Regions from separate parts of the Mus musculus genome. Here region 1 is linked to region 2. The links are chromatin contacts, called in public HiChIP or PLAC-seq maps. All regions are on one chromosome and are shown on one strand. The core of a region is the stretch at or near the end of the contact, and the rest is flanking DNA. Distances in the headings are between cores, read along the strand shown. Region 1 holds the start of Cst7 (cystatin F (leukocystatin)). Region 2 has its middle 86 kb from the start of Cst10.

Region 1 (4,841 bases), core at 533-3,032, 1.3 Mb before region 2:
TCATTAGCACAGCAGAGCAAAGGCCTGGCCATTGACTTGCAGGCAATGGTGGGCACTGTTGGGAGTACCCCAGGCCTATAAGCACTTTGTGAGATCATCACTGAGCTACTTTCTCTAAGACATTCAGGTAAGAACCAGTTACTGGCATCTCAAAGGGCAGGCTGAAGGAAGTTCCAAACTTCTCAGATGGTGTATATGGGGCTTGTAGTATTCCCAGGTTCCAGTGTGAGGGTGGTGTTTATTTGGGTCTGGGCAGAGAGGCCTGAAGGGGGTGGCTCAGAGAAGCTGTTGAGGGCAGGTGAATGGAGAAGATTCCTTTCAGCTCACAAATTTGGGGGAAGTTAACGTGGTAGAGACAGGGAACTGACAGTCCTCCAATATCTCCCCCAACAGCTGTCCTGTGGTGTTAACTATAATGTGGTAGATGTGGCCACTCTGTTGAATTAGGCCTCAGAGGAGGCAAACACAGCATCGTCAAAACACCGAGTATAAAAAACCGAAACCCTAGGATCGGTGAGATAGCCAGTACCAATGTCTTCCCCAGATCTCTCACATAGGCCAAGAGGGCTTTGCAGCATGAACACCAGCTTCTGCCCAAGCTTCTCTCTGGACAACTGGGGCAGAGGAATCGTAGGTAGGCCAGGAAGGGCCTCCTAGTGAGCACTAAGGCCACAGGGAGCAGGGCATGGAGAGGCAAGGTCTGTGGCCTGGCCCGTGCTTAGTGCTGTCTCCTCTTTTACCAGTTAACTACCTCTTTGCCAATGACCCCCCCCCCCCGAGCTGCTGTGGTCCATCCTCATCCTCAGAACAGAAGCTCCCCTACCCATTACTGCCCTGTCTCCACAGTGCCCCATTCACAGCATCTACTTGGGTCTTGGATTTGGAGGCTATGCCCTACTGTGTCTCTACACTTACTTCTTTGCACCTAATTGCTGTGAAGGGGGATTCTATGTCCTTGGTGTCTCTTGGGTATTCCCTTTCACTGCCTCCCAGTGACCAGACCCAGCCTGCTTTAAGGAGGAAGAATGACAAAAGCCTTATGCATAAGCGCTGTCTTCATCTACTGGGAGATGGTCAGTTATCAGCTTTTTTGTCAGTTAGAGGCAGGGCCCTCAAACTTTATCTATGTGCTGAATCTGCTTGCTGGGGCAGACATCTTCCAGCTCTCTGTAGGGAAACAGGCACTCATGGCTGATGGTTAGCAAGTTAGCTAGCCTGGTTGCATCTCAGCTTTCCAACACAGGCGACTGCCACCCCTCACTGGCCACTAGCATGCTGACTTGCACAATACTTATCTTACTGGGGTCTCTGCAGTAAAGTCAGTTAGAAAAGTAAAGCTGTCAGATATAGACTGAGTGAGGCCCTTGAACAGAAGAGAACAGAAGTTGTTCTCTTTATCCCTGTGGCTGCTGTTATGCTTGATCCCTGATGTCTATTCTGCTTAGAAGTAGCTGCTGCCAGGATCCCCAGCCCCTTGCCAGGGTCTTTCTCAGGGTTCCAAGAGTGTCCTAAGAAAGATGCAAGACTAACAGGCCAGGGTCCCCATACTTCTACTACTAGAAGGTGGTCAGAACAGTACTCTGGGATGGGGCCAGATGACCCTTCTCTTACCTGGGGGGCGTGCCCCATGGGTGTCAGAAGTTAGGCAGCAGAGGGCAAGCAGAATGGCCAGCCACATGGCTGGGGAAATGCAGGGAGCATGTAGTGGGCCAAGTGCTCGGCAAGTACAGCTCCAGGACCAGGGCATGGTGGGGTAGCTTCAGTGGGGCGTGGTTTCTTGCTGAATCATTTTAACCAGAAGCGCTTCATCTTCAGGACTTGGGGCCACAAGAGCAACCACTTCCTTTAAAGAAGTTTCCAAGCTGTGATCATTTGCAGGGGGAGGCAGGGGGAGAGAAGTGAGACCCACGAGCGCAGCACCCTCTCTCCTTCCCAGGGTGGGAGGAGGCAGTTTCCTACCATTCACCACACACGGGGGATGCTGATGTGAAGAAACCAGGGGATTTTCAAAAGTAGTCACTTGACTGTCCTTCTACATTTATAGACTCTCTCCCCTCCTGCATTCTAGTATTCAGAATAGCCCCCTTCAAGAGACAAGAAACTATGCTGTCCGGGTCTGAGGGGTTATCTGCAGGAAAGCTATTCATACTTTCCAAAGTCCTTGGGAGGAGCATTGGCACGTGGCTTCTGTGCCTCAAACAGGAGCTCAGCACCGTGAGAGCTGAGATACTGATCATGGCCCACTCTGGGCTCAAAGCCTTCTAAGGAGATGAAATTACGTAGACAGAGGTCTGATTCTGGCCATGCCTCTACTTTCAGCCCATGGTTTGGAGTGGGTACCTATACCCAGTTATCTGAATCTGAATCTAGGCTTTGCTGTCATTAGACTAGGAACAGCCCATGCACCTCAGTTACCTCTGGGGACTTGTGAAACATTGGAGTTTCTTTTGCATAAAGGCTCAGGGTAGGAGGAAAGCAAGCTGTAATCGGCTTCAGTGTGGAGAGGTATATTCGTCTCTCAGAACTAGGCTAGGAAGGTAGTGTGGAAGGATGCCTGGGGTCTTACTTGCCCCCAGGAGACACATGGGCCTCCCAGGCTGCCTGACATACAGATATAGTCAGATCCTGGATGCTCGGGGCAGCGGTGGAGGGGGTCTGAGCCAGGTGAATTGTGCTGGATCCTACTAAATTCCAAACAGGGCAGATAGGGTCTGCGGGACATGGACAAACTATGTAATCTGAGGTCCCAATAGGTTTCTGGGTGCTGCAGGTAGTATTCAGTAAGTAGTAGCTGTTATGACAACCCCCCATGGTCCTTTCCTGTTTGATCTTGGGATCCTTATTTTTGGCTGCTAGGGTCTGGGACACAATGTCTTCAGTATAAATGGGATAGAGTAGTGCCCGCTTCAGTTTCAAACATCCACTGAGAGGTTGGGAGTCAGAACATAATCCACGTGTTGTATTTCTAGCAGTAACCAGAGCATCAGTAGTCTAGGTGGGAGCAGGAGATGGAGCTAGGCTGGCTGCTTGGTCTTCAGGCCAGTGTGGTGCAGTACAAAGATAATTCAGGGATTTGAATTCCCCGCCTCTGTGCTACATAAAGTCTGAAAGCTTCTGCGGAGTCCCTAAGGAGAACCTCATCTTGTATAGTTCTTGAGATTGTTGAAAATAAAATGCAGAGTCCCATCCTCCAGTTATCCGGAGAGACGTTGAAGTCCAGCTTTTCAGGAAGCTTTGGGAGTGAGAACACTGCTTGCAAAAGAATGGGATCCTGTACGTTGGAATGGAAGATTCCAGGGAAGCAGGGGTATTGAGCGCCTGAATTCTCAGTGAAAGAGGTGGTGTCCTCAGTGGGCTAATCCTGGGTTCTGAGCATGAGTTAAGGTCAGCTGTGGTGAAGTCCCTGAGGTACCTAAGGACTGTGCCTGTCCTTAGGTCAGCATGTAGACAGCCCCTGGGTACTAAGGATGCATTTTGGCCAGGGTGGGTCATCTCCTACTTGCTGGAGCTACACATGCATAGGTTGCAGAGTGCAAGTGGTCTTTGAGGTACTGCCCTTGTCCTCAAGCCAGATTGTGGCACAGGGCTTGAAGTGGCAAATGTATGAGGTACCCCATGGTACTGGGCTTTAAGTAGACTAGCCTGGAATTGTTCCTTTGGATACTGGGCCTTCCATTGGATGCATTGTGCACATGGCCACCTGGGTATTGACTCTAACCTGAAAAGCATGCAGATGGGCTCACAAGTACCAGTCAATACTCTGGTGGACAGTTCTCAGCTGGCCCCCTGGGTACTGGGGCCTAACATGGAGTTCAGTGTGCTAGTGGCTCCCAGGATAAGGTACCTGAATTCAGCAATGAGGCAGTTCCCATAGGTAATGGGCTAGCCTTGAGGACATACGTGGATAACCCTCTTGATATTGGGTCTGCCCTAGGAGCAATGTAAGTTCAACAGCATTGTTACTGGTCCTCACTGTTTCCAGCATGAGCGCAGCCCTCAGTGTGCTTGTCCTTCCTTCCATGAAGTAAGTATAGAAGTCTTCTGGGTACTGAGCCTACATTAGGGAGCATCCTGTTTATCTGGTCTTCCTGGATACTGACCCTTCCATGACCATTATGATACGATAAACCCCCTTTGGTAAAGGCTTGTCCTAGGGGGAGGGGGACTGTATTCAAGCAGGTTCCTGGAGATGAGCCTTTTCTGGGATCCTCTTACAAGAAGCCCCCAGAGAACTGGACCTATACTGTGAGCACTGTAAGGGATGTCTCTGAGTACTGGGAATGTCCTTAGGATGTCACTGTAGGCAGCTGCTTAGGTAATGTTCCTGTACTTGGGACAGCAAGTGTGATGCCACATGGGTATGGACCTGACCCTGTCCAGCAACCTGAGGGATGTCTCTATGGTGGGTTAGAAGCCCAGACCCCTGTGTGCTACACTCAGATCTATGGTAGGCACCCAGGTTGTTCTCCATTTCACTGTGGACCTTCTTTGATGTGTCACTGGACTTTTCAGGCTGTATTGCTTAGTGTCAGCTACTACACATTGTTTCCCTTTTAGTTTTGATTTCTCACAAGATCTGAAGTGGAGAGGAGTGGTGGTGGTGGTGGTTCTGTCTTTGGGTTTGACAGAGACTTTCTCTCTTCATCTAGGTGGACTTATTTACTCAGGAGTCAGGGTGCTGGAAGCTCAAGGTCATACAAAACTTTCAGTGGCTCTAGGTTCTTGTGTGAATTTGAAGAATGAAATTCATGGGACAGAGAGGGTGAGTTTTAGAAAAGAGTTGTATTACTGGCTGCTTAGGAGAGAGAAGGCAGAGCTACTGGATAACAGGAGCAGGTTCC
Region 2 (4,653 bases), core at 556-3,055:
TTAATAATCTAAACAGCTCAATTATTGTATATGCTGAATGTGAACAGGAGAGTGTGCAGCTATCAGTTCTACTCAGTTCAGTATCTTGCAGGATGTGGTTGAGACTTCTAAAGAAAAGAGATACTTGAAATCATGGCACATATTAAAAGTCAATTGGCCATCTGTAATTTAAAACAAAAAATTTAGGGTCTACAAAAATGTACTGTAGGTATGTGCACTGACTACTTTTCCAGAATACCCAACTTGAATTTCCACCCAACTTACTTGCACTACCCACATCGAGGCTTGTAATCATTAACCATCTGTAACTCATGTTTTGGAAAATATTTTGTTCTTTCCTGTCCTCCAAGGGCATCAGACATGTAAGACATGGACATGAAGACACACTTGAAGACAAAATAAATACCCACATAGGAAAATTAAACCCACTTTTTTTTTTAAATTTGAGACTCAAATCTTCCTACAACTTAGTCTCAGTCATTCTCTTGTATTGGAATTTATTCAATCCAACATCCTTTATAGAGAGACTGGCAATGCCCCTATTTGTGTTAAAAGCAGATGTGTTGATTCTGTCTGGATTGCTGTCTTGGAGGAGATCTAGTGTTTGAAAGTTAAAACAGGACAGACCACCAAGACTCAGTAAACAATAGCAATTTTATGTAATTTAGAGTGTTCCAGAAAAAAAAAAAGATGAGCTAGCGAACAAAAAGACAAGAAAAAAATGTTGAAAATGTGGCAGTTATTAGTTTAGAAGGGACATATTGTGTGAAAGAGGGTATAGACAAATGATAAATCCCTTGATTAAGATTCAGTGATAGCTGTTTCAAATATTTTTTTCTTTTAGGTTGAAAGTACTTTTTTTCCCCATAAGCATAGTACCCTTCCTCCCTGCATGCTCTATATCTAATAAAACCCAGTGCCTCATCTCCTGCTCCTGTTATGCCCTGAGTACATGGGAAATGTTGGGAACTAATAAGGGGGCCCTGGGGAAGAGAGGGAAGGGAAAACCCACACCCTGCCAGAGTTTTAACTATTCTCTGGTCTGTCATGCATGGGAGGGCTGCTATCTACCTTCCACTCATCCCTGGGTGGGCATCTAAGCCTCTGACCAACTCTTTGGTGTGGGGGGTGGCAAGGGGCAGTCCTACCTGGGATTCCAGGAACTACTTTGCTAAAGCCACCAGGGTTAAGGAAAGAGGTTCCCAACACCAGTGAGAGAGAAAGAGAGTAAGAGGGAGAGAGGAAAGGAGAGGAGAGAGGAGAGGAGAAGACAAAGAGAGAGGAGAGAGGGGGTGAGAGTGATGGGTAAAAAGTAAGAGAGTGAGAAGTAGAGAGTAAGTAAGAGAGCAATCAGGGGCTGAACAAGGGGGGAGGGGCCACAGTGCAGAAAAACCAGCTGCTTGTAGCTGAAACCTGTAACAGAGATGAGGAAGGAGACCTCACACCAGCCTCTAGCCCGCAGGGGAAAACAGAGCTCGGAGCAATTACTACAGGTGAAGGCTGCTGTAGCCTACAGAGCCATTCAAAGCCTAGAACTAGGGTTTAGGGGCTACAGAGCTGGGAAAAGCCAGCTTCTTGTAGTTGAAATGAGAGAGAGAGAGAGAGAGAGAGAGAGAGAGAGAGAGAGAGAGAGAGAGAGAGAGCGCTTTCTGGAACACTTTGGAGAGAGAGAAAGTAAAAGCCTAGTTTTTGAACTAGATTACTCACAGTCTCTTGGGAAACTTGGAGATCTGATGTAGGTCTCTGTGCAAAGCGTTCTTCAGATGGCTCTGTCTCATGTGGATGGTGAAACCATCCTCTGCTACCAACCCAGACAAGCCCAAGAATTATGAAATCCACTGCAACTTGCAAAAGAGCCTTTTATTGTTTCAAGTTCGAACTCTGATCACATGCCCTGCACTCACAGGGTGAATGCTGGCATGTGAAGTCTAAGTCCAGAAAGCACTGGGTTTATGTACAGTATAGTTAGGAATCCCCTGAATGTTCACAGAAAAGGCGAGTGGAGGGCTGTAATCATTTGGTGGTATGGAACTGAAGCTGGGAAGGGGATTAATGATTGTCTGTTGTGGGTTCATCAGGGACTAATTTTGTGGCCAGTCTTAATTGCCTATGACTTGTGATTACCTTTTCTCCATGATTTAAATGCAGGACCGTAATCTCCTTTGGGCTTGTTATTTCCTTAAGGTTTCAAGACAGGCACCTGTAGAGTTCTGCCACTTATCAGAAGGGTGGTAGTTTTGGAGACCCAGAGGTGGGGAGGATGTCTTGAGCTAATGTTTGGCTTCTCATGATGTCTCCATTAAGGGGGAGTTTTATGGGTAGTGCTATTCTAATGCTAGGCTGGGTTCCCTTGGAGCGGCCAGTGGGGGAGAGAGCCCTGGGCTTGTTGCAGGAGGATGCAGCACAGAAACCAGCTGTCTGCTATTGCACTTGCCATGGGATGGGGGAGGATATCAGCTTCTGTGGGAGAAAACACAGAGACAAACTGTCTGTACACAACACTGAAGTCTCTTTTGTGAGACTTTTAAGGAATGGGACAATTATCCCAAGAGAGTTAGCATCAGTAATTTGGGGATTACAAAATGCCAACATTTATATTCTCCTGCTCCTCCTCTGACTCCTTCTCTCGGGTGTTATAAACACTTCTCAGGAGATCTGTGACATGGTTTGATATGAGATTTCCTTGTACTTTAACCAGCCAAGGTACCTTCCTCCACTAAATCACAACATGAAGACTTCACATATCACTTAAACATACACTGTACCTCTAGGACTGTGATAGAGGCCTAGATAAAATTGTAGTTTCTTAACAATTTATTAAATCAAACTAAAAATAAAAATTAAATTTTGAGGTCTATTTTATGTATTTTAGTAAGATAAGGAATAATGAAGGATCACTTCAGTGTATCCAATAACAAGTCCAGTTTGGAATAAATATTTTAAAGCATGGCCCATGAGGAATATAGCATATTAGAACTACAAACATTGTTGAGACATAATAACTTAAGAGTCCTAATACAAAAGAAGACTACCTTCCTTATTCTATAGAAATTTAATGTAACTCTGATTTAGTTTAACTATTGAGTAAGACCTCCCTTGACATCACTATAGATCAACTTCCCACTAAATATTCAGTCTTCATGTTTCAACAACGAAAGTGCTTAATCATTACAGTTCAATGTTACTGTTTACAAGTTTTCTTTGCTAGAGGCTGTAAACTCATGTCAATCATTACTGAGTCTTAACATATCTTGAAAATTTTGTCCTTCTAAACTGAGCTGATACTTGTATGTGAGATAGGTTCATGATCAGGTGAGAGATAAAATGTGAGTACAGATCACCACAAACATACTCTGGAAGTTGTCTCTAATGTTTTATATAATTTACATTTGGGTCATAAATCTTCATTCTTTTTGGAGTGCCTCCAAAAAGAAGATGGAGAGAGCATATACTAGCAGATTTACAGTACACCTGAAAGCTCTAGAACAAGAAGAAGCAAATACACCCAAGAGGAGTAGATAGCTGGAAATAATCAAACTCAGTGCTAAAAACAACCAAGTAGAAACAAAAAGAACTATAAAAAGAATCAACCAAACCAGGAGGTGGTTCTTTGAGAAAATCAACAAGATAGATAAACCCTTAGCCAGACTAACCAGAGGGCACAGAGACAGTATCAAAATTAACAAAATCAGAAATGAAAAGGGAGACTTAACAACAGAAACTTAGGAAATCAAAAAAATCTTCAGATCCTACCACAAAAGCCTATACTCAACAAAGGTGGAAAATCTGGATGAAATGGATAATTTTCTAGATAGATGCCAGGTACCAAAGTTGAAACAGGGTCAAATAAATGACCTAAACAGTCTCATGTCCCCTAAAGAAGCCCAGGACCAGATGGGTTTATAGCAGAGTTCTAACAGACCTTCAAAAAAGACCTAATACCCAATAAGCTAATATGCCCCCAAAATGGTTTCTGAATGGAGATAGCCACAGAGAGATGTTCAGTAAATTGAACTTCATTATCTCAGAAATTAACTTCAATGGCTATATTATACCCAACACTTCAGTTTATTGTCTACATCATTATTTTCTTAGATATGAACTGAAAGCCTACCATAAGTCAAGCAATCTTCCATTCACTATGAAATAATTGCATTTCAATAAAACAAAATTAATTTGACAGAAAAAAAACCCAACAATATAGGCAAGGGAGAATTCCCAGCAGCAACCAGGATGAAAGATATATGATGCAAAATGTTATTCCATTCATGCTAGACATAGAGGTCAAAGATATAGAAAGGAATCCCAAAGTGTCCAGAGGAGTCATCTTCAGTGCACACTCCTGAACTTCTTATGTTCAGAGGACATTTTATATCATAAAAGGTATATAAGTTCCAGGCTTTCATGCCGCCAGAAAAAAAAATCATTGTATTAGGGAGTGTCCCAGATAGTTTTAAATCACATTGACACAAGCTAAGTCATCTGATGGGAGAGAACCTCAATTAAGAAAATGCCTCCTTAAGGTCTGGCTTTAGGCAAGGCTTTAGAGGCTTTTCTCATTTAACCATTGATGGGAGAGCACCCAGTCCATTGTGAGTGGTGCCATTTCTATAAGAAAGCAATCTGATGAATCCATGGGGAGCAAGTTAGTAA

What was found. HiChIP or PLAC-seq counts read pairs in DNA pulled down with a chosen protein or histone mark.
Region 1: an H3K27ac HiChIP or PLAC-seq map of acute myeloid leukemia shows a contact between it and region 2, with 5 times the contacts expected there. The contact joins the promoter of Cst7 here to the enhancer-like site in region 2. A contact is called at or near these places in 5 of 39 promoter capture datasets (cranial neural crest, hippocampal neurons, liver and 2 more) and 2 of 115 datasets of contacts at active chromatin or transcription factors (acute myeloid leukemia and large pre-B cells).

The regions. Positions count from the first base shown.
Region 1 is chr2:150,567,356-150,572,196 of GRCm38.p6, reverse strand. It overlaps Cst7 (cystatin F (leukocystatin)), which reads right to left and starts at 1,782. Exons shown (of 4, transcript NM_009977.3): 1 at 1,612-1,782. The coding sequence starts at 1,678.
Region 2 is chr2:149,316,628-149,321,280 of GRCm38.p6, reverse strand. No RefSeq gene overlaps it. Among named protein-coding and RNA genes, the nearest start is that of Cst10, 86 kb to the left of the region's middle. Within about 2 kb of position 1,805, at least 3 of the 459 cell types and tissues checked have an H3K27ac peak or open chromatin away from gene starts, as enhancers often do. A contact at or near this core is called in acute myeloid leukemia, where this site is marked.